3 separate regions of the Zea mays genome follow, and regions 2 and 3 are each linked to region 1. A link is a contact called in public Hi-C data. All regions are on one chromosome and are shown on one strand. Each heading gives the region's core, a stretch centred on a gene start, on an enhancer-like site or on the middle of the called end of the contact. The rest is flanking DNA. Distances are from core to core; before and after follow the strand shown. Region 1 holds the start of LOC100304027 (60S ribosomal protein L6, mitochondrial-like). Region 2 holds the start of LOC100282230. Region 3 holds the start of LOC542455 (high mobility group protein 3).

The links. Hi-C and Micro-C count contacts between places; a contact is called where the count stands out from the background.
Region 2: a contact with region 1 is called in a Hi-C map of tassel, with 2.1 times the contacts expected there. The contact joins the promoter of LOC100282230 here to the promoter of LOC100304027 in region 1. A contact is called at or near these places in 3 of 25 Hi-C or Micro-C datasets (ear, leaf and tassel).
Region 3: a contact with region 1 is called in a Hi-C map of endosperm, with 4 times the contacts expected there. The contact joins the promoter of LOC542455 here to the promoter of LOC100304027 in region 1. A contact is called at or near these places in 10 of 25 Hi-C or Micro-C datasets (bundle sheath, ear, endosperm and 3 more).

The regions. Positions count from the first base shown.
Region 1 is chr4:159,829,109-159,832,648 of Zm-B73-REFERENCE-NAM-5.0, reverse strand. It overlaps LOC100304027 (60S ribosomal protein L6, mitochondrial-like), which reads right to left and starts at 1,574. Exons shown (of 2, transcript NM_001165551.2): 1 at 1,366-1,574; 2 at 1-163. The coding sequence starts at 133.
Region 2 is chr4:159,630,623-159,634,162 of Zm-B73-REFERENCE-NAM-5.0, reverse strand. It overlaps LOC100282230, which reads left to right and starts at 2,010. Exons shown (of 5, transcript NM_001371845.1): 1 at 2,010-2,394. The coding sequence starts at 2,133.
Region 3 is chr4:159,993,524-159,997,063 of Zm-B73-REFERENCE-NAM-5.0, reverse strand. It overlaps LOC542455 (high mobility group protein 3), which reads right to left and starts at 1,956. Exons shown (of 7, transcript NM_001112013.1): 1 at 1,916-1,956; 2 at 1,713-1,805; 3 at 1,514-1,571; 4 at 1,381-1,425; 5 at 999-1,073; 6 at 827-910; 7 at 308-718. The coding sequence starts at 1,956. The coding sequence ends at 698.

The DNA of each region.
Region 1 (3,540 bases), core at 325-2,824:
CAGCTGGAGGAGCGGTGAACTGCACCTCATGGCTGAAGCCCAGTTTAAGGAACAACTCACGGCCTTGGCTCTCTGACCTCGCTTTGAAGCCGACCCCAACGAGCTTCAGGAAACGGAAAAACTTGGCTTCCATTGAGATTAAATGGCGAGCTCTTCAAACAGCCTTTGACGCAAACAGAAAGAAAAGCGCAAGTTTCTCATCAGAACAGTGGAAATTCAAGTGCAATTAAGAGTAAATTTCAAGTGTAAATTATCTTAGATAATACCACAGCAAATTGAATATCAGATCAGTTACGCCATCACATAGCAGTTATCCCACTTTGTGGGTTATTATCAATGTTTTCAGATCGGCTGATCGCTCCTGATCGCCCGATTAACCGGGCTCTGATCGGTCAACCAGACATCCTGATCGTCCAGGGTTTAGAATGAATTTGGTTTTCTGTTCACTTTGTATTTGTATCAAGTAAAATCCTTGGAATGACATGTACCTGAAAAAGTACTACGCCTGACCGGCTTCCCGGTAAGCCCTGAAAAATGTTTGGCCTGTCTGATATTTGTGCGTAAACCATAAATCCAAATCGGTTCTAGACTGTCTTCCAATCTACATGCTTGACTGAGTGAGGATGTGGCAGCTTTTGTTCACATCATATTCCATTAGATAGAAAGAGCTACAAAAGGTGTACCAGATAGATTCATATACTAGGCTTAGGCTCAAATAGCGCTTTGACTGATATAGGTAAAAAAAATTCCAATTTACATCCAGGTCTTATCTACTTAGTTGTAAATTTCCGATTTACATCCAGGTCTTATCTACTTAGTTGTGGGCATTGCCCTCGAGAAGCCAAGCCAGCCCCAGAAGGAACAGAAGCAATTGAGTCTGGCTCAACTTTTAAAAAAAAAGTGTGCTTCAATCGTATCGAGTTGTGTAGGTTCCTTTCCTGGTTTTGTCCTTCATTCGCTAGGCGTATTCCTCATCCCGTTTGTTTAAATTCTTCATTCGAAGATGGATCGGCGTAAACTTTATCGCGTTCTGAAACAGGCATGGCCCTTCGCTATAGGAACCGATCAACCTTCATATATATAACTACACGCCCATGGGCATGGCTTCAGGTTCAGGCTTTCAACAAGGCAAACAGCCATACGTGATACGCCTATGGACATGGGCAGCAACAGGCTAACAGCTATAGTGCCATACTACAACATGAAGCAAATAATCACTGGAAGGTTTCAGGCTTTCAGCATCAAAGTAAAACTGAAAACAAACAAACATGGACATGGGAAGCAACAGGCCAACAGCCATACGCAGAGCACACCAGAAAACAGGGACAAGCTCTGAATCTGGATTCTGGAGACTGGAGACCGTACCTGCAGGCCGGCTGCTGGCGCCGCCGCGCCGGGGATGGAGGAGGGGACGATGCCGCCGTATCCCCCGTCACCGGTAGCGCGCCGCCGTCACCTGTTCCGCTAGGGTTCCTCCCTCCGCAGCTGCCTGGTTCGTGTCGTGTGTGCCTGGGCGTTGCTCTGTTGGCTCTTGGTTGTGCAGCTTCTGCTCAAGTGGTGGGAATTGGGAAAAAGGAAGCTGGGCTGGGCCTCTGGGCAAGTGAAGTGGGCCACTGGGCCGAAATTTCAATCACCGCTCTTCTCTGGTACAGCGGGTACTACTACTAGATCACCGATGAACTGATGGAGCTCTTTCACTTTACCTTTCCCTTTCTGTTGCAGAACAGCTGGAAGATTTACCCTAGCTAGCTGCTAGTCCTCGAATGAGTGACGATGGGGTGAAGTATTTCCGTGGATCACGTGCAAATGTGGAAATATACCAGTAAAGATGCAGGCAAAATCACCCGCAACACCACTGTAACAAACAGTGCCTGAAACGAACATGGAGCCGTGCTGTGCTGTTAAAGAAGGAAAGGTGGGGCGGGGAAAAGCATTCGTCAGAGTGCCGTGAACATTGTTCACTGAACATCCAGGGAAGTACTAGCTTTCTTTTGCTCAGTCATGTCACTGTGTGACCAACTCCCGGGCCATTTCACCGTGCATTAGAAATGCGAGCCTGCGGCATGTCCAGGATAATTAAGCACCAAAGAAACACGGCCGGGCATGATGGTGGAACGGTTGGCTGCTGAAATGATGTATGCTCGTGTTCGTGTTCGTGTCAGTAGTGATCCTGATCCAGATTCTGAAAAGCGTTCTGAAAATGACAGATGGCTGCTGAAAAGCGTTCGTGTCAGTAGTGATCCAGATTCTGAAACACGGCCGAGCATTCACTAACTAGTTTTGTTGATATTTTCATTAAGGACACATCAAGCAGTAGTGATCCTGATCCAGATTATTGTTGAAAGGTTTGAGTTCTAAATTCTCTGAAGAAACATTTCATATGTTGAATCGGAATCGCTTCATGAAACCGTTTGACTGTTAGACTAGATTCTACTATATCGTGAATAATTTTTTAATATATATATATATATATATATATATATATATATATATATATATATATATATATATAAAAATATATATATATACTTCAATTTTTTTGTAGTTATTTTTGTGGGAAATAACAACATAAATGCAACCAATTTTAACTTGTTACGCTAAAAGAAAGATAAGTTAAAAAAAACTAATTACTATTACATGCGAAATATGGAAATAGAATCACTTGAAACTACTCTAGAGCTGATTCAAGAGGGAATTACTACTAGAAATGTTTGTACCTACCATCGGTATCGTCTTTGACTATTTGGAAGTGCTAGTGATTCTGGTGAGAACCGAAACCCATTCCCTCGCCCAACTAGACCCAAGATTAATTTTATGTGCGCTACAAAGTAGATATTTGAAATATATAAGTATAAAGTGTTGAATTTTGAAGCACAAAGCTTGAAATATGCTTTAGAGTTTGAAAGGTACTCGTGCAGCTAGCTGATCGCGAACGGTCTCAAAGGAAAGGTACTCTGCCGATTTTGCTGGAAAAAAAAAACCCTAATGTCCCGGGACCTACCATTTTTCTCAAAGGCATAGCAGGATGAGATCCAGTCAATTACGGGTGCAAAAAAAAAATTTTTGCTCAAACTTGGCGGATTTATGCAGCTCAGTTTCATCTCCTGCTAAGGTAATAGCGTCAGTCAAGCCGGGGCAGTTTGTGTAGACCATGACTTTTTCTGCAAAAGTTTGCATCTTTAACCTCACTAGCAGGCATCCCCAAGAGTGGACGGACCTCGTCAAGTTGAAGGTCATAGGATTTGATCAGGAGCGCCCAGCAGTGAGCAGTGCGAGAATTTGGCACAATGTCTTCTGTTCTGTCGCTTTCTTTAAACCGAACAGCAGAGAGTTTGGCATGCGATGCGAAGCGAAGATCCGTCGAAGAGTTGTTGAGGTGCAAGTTGAGAACTGGTGTCATCGATCGGTCTATGAATTAAATAAACTTAGTAAAAAATTAGGTGGGCGAACGCAATCAGGAGTAAACTAATGAATGATTTTGTTACATATAGCTAGCAGGCTAGCAGCTAACGACTGTTCTTGCACAAACGTCGAATGGAT
Region 2 (3,540 bases), core at 761-3,260, 200 kb after region 1:
AGGTCCTGGGAAGAACAAGCCATTGGTGAACTGAGGAGAGTAACCTTTGACCCTCTCTAAGTAAAGATGCAATACTCTCAAATGCTGTAAGGCAGGTTGGCTTTGTGCCTTAATGTGTTCTGTTGGCTTGTATTAGCGAAGATGTTGTCCTGCAGAACATTCTTTGAAAGAACACACCTATATGAGTTAGACTGTCTAACGTCGCAGTCTATGAGATTTGGGTGATCTCTAGTAAACTCATGAAGAGACCTTGGAGTACGACGTATATGCTCCACCCGAGAAGGGGACTACTGGTAGCCAAGTACTGGTCATGACTTCAAGTGAAACCCATTCACACAAAACTTGCAATTCAAGGCATAGTCCATTGTCCAAGTTGTGGGTTGGTGTAGCTTGGAGCTCTAGGCGGAAGTTCAACTTAACAGTCTCTGCTGAAAAACTAGTATATTAAACAGTAGTGAACAGTGGCGAAAACTGCAGATGGGCATTTGAGATCTGGTGGGGGATTGTTAGGATTTATGGGCTTGGCCCAATTAAGAAATTCTAATAAATCCCAGGAAAATCTCAAAAGCCCATACAAGTGGATGGCTAGGGAATTGGTGGAACCAATAGCACCATATTGCTAGTTCTAGTGGAGTAGAGATAGCTTAAATATGGAAGCCACACCCACTCACCAAGTCATGGATGAGAGGAGAGAGTGTGGAGAGCCACACGCGCGCGCGCGCTCGCCTGGCCTGGCCGGGGCGGGGCGGGGCGAAGGGCGCGGGCGCACGACATGCGCGTGAATGGTCCGCCGAAATCCGGCCCCTCGCCTTGCGGGGGCGCGGCTACCTTTTGCCGTTTGATTTTTTGGTTTCTTGGCTGTTACGCTTATCCTAACCGATCGCTATAAAATCTCAACTGATTGCGAGATTTTCGTGGGCGGATAAGCTCGAGGGTCGCGGACTAGGCCCTATAAAAGGAGCCCGGCAGCCAGCCTCCAAATCATCCCAGTTTCGCTTTCGCCTGTCTTCATAGCTGAGCCGCCTTTTAGTTCCCTTCGTCCCGACCGCAGAGGTGCATCTGCGATCAGGAGAGCAGGTCTCCGGAACCATTCGTCTTCTAGATCCTGCACCGGGAGAGGGCGAATAAGGTTTTTGGGAAGCGTCTTCACGCGACTGCTCGTGATCTTCTGACCTCGTCGATCCTGCTACTTCGACATCGTCGACCCTGCTGATTCCGGCGCGCGCTATCTATCAGTAAGTCTAATCAGTACGCATCATCTGATTTGGCTTTTTATTTCAGTTCTTCTGATTTGGTCATGATTTATATTCGGAATTTATTTTGGAATTTGTCTAATTATTCAACAGGTGGGCGGGGCTCGAGTCCTCTATGGCTTCCGAGGCTACGAAGTCTCGGTGAAACATCTCTTAGAATTTGAGATGTACACAATAGAATATAAAAAGGGGGCTTCTATAATATAATGTAGTGGTTTTGCTCAGTCCGTGCCAAGAAATTTTCTGGCTCCGTCTCTGGTAACCTATATATAGCAGATGATCACATCACTTGAGTGAACCAAGGATCATCACAACATGTTCAGCTGGAACAAAAGCACACACCGAGAGATCTGCCTCTACACTCAGCACAGCTCATGTGTTTTACCTACTCGGAAGTACTCAAGCAAGAGAGACTGCATATGTTGATATGTAGTGTAGGAGATCCTGCCCACCGCGCACTCATTTCTATACTTCCTAGTCACCAACCGCTCCGGTCTACGACGCGTGGATACGTCGCCCGGCACCCCCTCGCTCGGACCCAAGGCGCACTTTGCCGAACGCAGCCACACATCACGGCTCACGCCACGCCGGCCCCCTCTTCTCTTTGGCAAAGCCATTTCGTGGTGCCGCGCCGTGCCGCTGGCACAGTCATAAAGCGAGCCACTACGGCTTGCCACCCCTCTCTATCTTCTCTCTCTCTCTCTTTAAAGCGCGGAGCCGTGCCGATCCATCTCGGCTGACCCTTTCTTTCCCAAAGCCGAGCAGCGACCAGCGACCAGCGAGGGTGCCACTCACCGCCCGCCCCCCAGTACCCCACTCACTAGCTAGCTAGCTAGCTGCGCACTACGAGTCCGGCGATCACAGCCCGGCAGGCCGGCCATGGCCACCGTGCCCGTCCTAGTCGTCCTGCATGTTCTGCTACTCGCTGCTGCGGCCGCCTGCGCCGCGGCGGGGGGGAGTAGCAGCAAGGTGCCGGCGCTCTACGTGTTCGGCGACTCCACGGCGGACGTGGGCACGAACAACTACTTGCCGGGCGGCGCCGAAGTGCCGCGTGCCAACTTCCCCCACAACGGCGTCGACTTCCCCACGGCGCGCCCCACCGGCAGGTTCAGCAACGGGTACAACGGCGTCGACTTCTTGGGTAAGCAAGCACTCTCCGTAGTTACTGCTGCGCGCCCAAGGCCGTTCACTCATCTGTGCATGGTTGCGATGCGAGAGGTTAGTTTTGTCATTCATAGCTTCCGCCTGCTGGCTGCTGCATACACTACCGTGCTCGAGCTCGTTTTCACTTAGATAATATATAGAGTATGCAGTGAAGACTCGCAGAGTGTACGTACGTCTTCAAACTTCTTTAACGCTTTAGCCAAGTAGTTACACGTAACTCTCCGAATTTTCAGACGATTTCGAGTCTCTGAAAACCAAGCTGTGTAGTGTAGTACATATTTCTGAAACCGCCAAAACCAAGCTCTGCTCGCTCTCGCGGTGTTTCAGAGAAGCGATGGAACTATACGTAATAAATTGCCACTGTCCCCGACGTGCAGTGGTGGGGGCTCCATCACCCACTGCGCTACTCTGTAGAGACTAGAGACCAACTCCACCAGTCCAGCAGCAGAGACACACTCAGCATCCGTATTTCACGTAGGGGTGGACACGGATGGGTGGGGCCTTTGCACGGCGCGTTCTAGCATACTCCACGTTTACACTCTCTATTTCCATGCATAGCTACACTGATAGCTGGGCCTCACAAGCACAGACTTTTAATTATAGCATTTCTCAGGCTTGTGCGGAGATGAGAGAGAAGACGTCGAGAAAGGGAGTAGAGATGCCGGGCGTGCATCATGGGGAGAGGAATGCGGAGTCTGCTGGGGCTATAAACAGTGCTACAGCCCGTGCAAAAACACGGATACGGAGTGCAATAGGATGGGTTGCTGGCAGTGGCGGACGCAGGACGAAAATTTAGGGGGGGGCCAAAAAGATCACATGAGAGCCATGATTTTCTAGTTCGCCAAGTTTGCCGACTGTAGGGAAAGTCATATTATTGCGACGAGCGAGATCTAGCTTGTCGAGCGGATCGACGTCACGATAAAAACAGGACAAAGGACGGAGACGTCACAAAGGGGCGAAGTCGGATGGCGTCACATCGGGAATGGGTCGGCGGCGGAAACGAGGCAGCGAGCAGACTGGTTTAGGTGCTGTTGGGAAGATTAGAGTCAGACTCGTAGATGCAAGGACTGGATCGAGAGGATCCGGCGAGCAGGCTCATAACATGGTTGTTTTAGGCCATGTT
Region 3 (3,540 bases), core at 707-3,206, 160 kb before region 1:
CACAGCACTTGGTATTAACTTTAGTCCAGAAATATAGAGCGCTTATTTGAGAAGATAGGACCTAACTGTTGCAACGAGTGTAGCCTATAGATTCATCTCCAGCAGTTCATGAAAAAACAAGTGAATTTGATTATATCAGAAAACGGCAACAAATTTGCAGCAGTTTATCATGAAACAAGTGAGCTTGGTTATCTCAGAAATCATCAACAGAATTTCCACCATGCATATATATAAGAAAGCTAACTGCACCAATAAACGCACAAATTAACAGTCACAAACAAACTCATGTAAATTAACCTGAGTCACAAAACAAAAACTCACTAAACTGAAACGAGCCACAAGCAGATATTCATCATTCATACAGCACAGATGACTTCCGTAGACCGCACAGAATGCAACAAAGAAATATATAAAACCAAAACCAAACATTAAACCCATAACTGACTAGTCACTAGATTAGTCAATGAAACAGGTACAGAAAGTTGTGACACAAGTGATTAGCAAAAGAAAAGCAACATAATAGCTAGCAGCATTCGGCTTTTTCTTTGCTAATGCACTAAACTAACAACCTCACGAAACTAATAGATCCCCTTCATAAACACCTGTTCCAAACAACTTAACATTAAAGATAGCAAACCAGTGAGCTAATTGGGGACCTAACAATCGATTTGCTACCTCACAACAGCGGAAATACTATTTACTCGTCGTCGTCGTTATCCTGCAGACAGCAAATCAAACAGAACGACTATTTGTTAGAATCACTAAATAGGCAAATACCATTGGCAATGAAGACATGTTATCCAGAAAATGGATTAATTTTCTGTACCTCGTCACTACCGCCATCCTCATCATCGACCTCGGACTTCGAGCCATCGTCGTCATCAGTCTTAGCCTTCTTTGAGCTTGTGCTCTCCTAACGGAAATCAAATACTCAAATTATGGCATAATGAACTAAAGAAGACTACACAGTTCAGCATGCACCACAGATCCAAGATTACCTTCTCAATATTTGCCTTAGTCTTCTCATAGTCCTGCTTCTTCTGCCCAGCTTGGTCCACATAGGGTTGCTTCTCCTAATGATTGATTGTTACAGAGCAACAAACATACACATAAGTCACTAAAAAAGAGTATGTATGCTTTGAGAGATATGCTATCCGTTTGACAATCCAATATGAGCGTTTAATTTGACTCTTCAGTTATAACTGGACCTCTACTCTACTTTATTTTCTTGTTTCAAGAGGTAATACTAGACCTATGCAACCAAATAAACCTCAACATTGTGCATAATCACCCACGTCGAGCTAAAAACAACGATATATATAAAAATAAACTTAAATACGAAATACAAAATCGATCTGGGTATTCGAGAGATCTACTCACTTGCTCTGACATAGAGCGCCACTTTTCCCCTGCTGCCTTGCTCACCTGATCCACCAACACGAAAAAATAAGACATCATCGGCAGACGCACATGGAAAAAAAATAAAGGGAGAACAGAGTGCAAAGTGGCTCACGGCCGCAACGCTCTTGTTGCCAGGGTGCTGCGCCTGGTACTCCTGCCTGAATTCAGACCTGAAAAGCAAACAAACGCCACGGTACGCTCAATAATTGGGGGTGGGAGGGTGGGGGATCCACACTCTTAACAAAAATGGAGAATAGATCTAGAGATCTGAGATCTGAGTATAATGACTCGCCGACGCAGCCAGAACTCACATGAAGACGAAGAAGGCGGAGGGAGGGCGCTTGGGCTTGCCGCTCGCGGCGGCCTTCTTGCGCTTTCCGGCGCCGCCGCCGCCGGCCCGGAGCCTGCAACAGCAACCGCACAAAATCTTAACCAAGAGCACCGTGCAGCCATCGCAAGGAAAAGAGGAACCATCGTTCCGCCACAGGAGCAGCGCAAGGCGCGGAGATCGTACCTGGCCTCATCCTTCTTGGAGGCGTTGGCCTTGCCCTTCATGGTGGTTGGAGCTAGGGTTTTGCGAGGGGTCAGGACGAGGGCTTTCGAATCGGCAGCTGTGGCGCAGGCGGAGGCGGAGGGTGGTGGGAGTGGTGGTTGGTTTTCCTTTTTGGGTGGGGAAGCGCCGAGCGCGTTTGTGCGGTTCGGTCGCGTGTGTGTGCGTGAACGGGAAAAAGCAGGGACGCGGGACCGGGTGGGTGCAGCATTCGGGACGCGTGGTTGCTTTTGGTGGATCGTGACAGGAACCGGAACGTTATGGAAACGGGACCTGTACTGGGCCGGCTCACTGAGAAAGCAAAAGGCCCGGAAATGCGAATGTTGTGCTGGCCCCTGGTGGCCAGGCCATCATTCTGCTACCCGCTTGCCCAAACATTGGGCATGTTTGGTTCAACTTTTTTCTGACCAGCTTTTCCGAGAATCTAGTTGTGGGAAGAATCTGGCTGTGTAGAGAATCTAAGTATCATTAGAATTACATGTGGAGGAAGATAAAGTTGTCCATGAGGCTCAGGATCTATAAAGTGACGGATTACTACTATTGCGACGACTAAACTGATTATATGTTTATGTTGATTTTGAATGGTTTTTATCCAAACGAATTTTATAGAAGCTGGTTGAAAAGCTGAGTGTTTGTCAGTCCGCAACAGCTTTTGGTGGCCAGAAGCTGCGAAAAGCCGAAACAAACAGGGGCATTGTTGTTCTTGTTCATAGCAGTAGCAATGTTCCATGGTAGTGTTTTAATGCATGCTAGTGTTTTAATGCATGCTCCATGGTAGAACATGAATTGGGCGAGCACAAATATGCTCCCTTCGTCCCGTGGGGTATTTTTTATCTCTTGAGAAGTTAAATATTTTTTTATTTTAGCTAAATCTCTACTAACTATTAAAGAGACAGTGTAGACTGCCCCCGCCGCATCCCCTCTCGCCCGCGGATAACGCGCACGCCCGCACCCCCCGCCGCCATTCCCCTCACGCCCGCGGATCACGCCCTCCCCCCACGCCGCGATTCCCCAGCCGCCCGTGGATCATGCGCACGACCGCTCCCTCCCGCCGCGAAATCCAAGGGCACGAGCACACCACGCTGCCGGTCCGGCCGCGCTCCTCCTCCTCCGAGTCCGAGATCTGAAGGCGCGGGAGGAAGGAAACGGGCGAAAGGATCCAGCAGCACCCGTGCGCGCGGCGATTAACTCGTCCCAGATCTCGGCGCGGCGCCTCCCTCCTGGCCCTGCCGGCGAGAGCGCGGTCCGATGAGGCGGCGGCCGTTCCTGGACCAGCAACGGACGTCGTTCAAGCGCTGGTGGCAGCAGCGGTCGTGGTGGGCGCGCCTCTTGCTCTCCCTCCTCCTCGCCCTCGCATGCGTCCTCCTCCTCGCTGTCCTCCTCGGCTCCCCCGACCCCGACACCTCGCCGTCCACCTCCGCCCGCGTCCTTCGGATGGTGGCCGAGTACCGCCAACCCTTGGTGAAGACCGAGGGCGCCAGCCTCAGCATCGCGAAGGTGGCCGCAGTGGCCACCGGCGGTGGCGAGGCCCGGGTCGAGCTGGACGAGTCCGCTCGTAGCCAGGTCAAGGCAAGCAGCGGCTGGGTCAT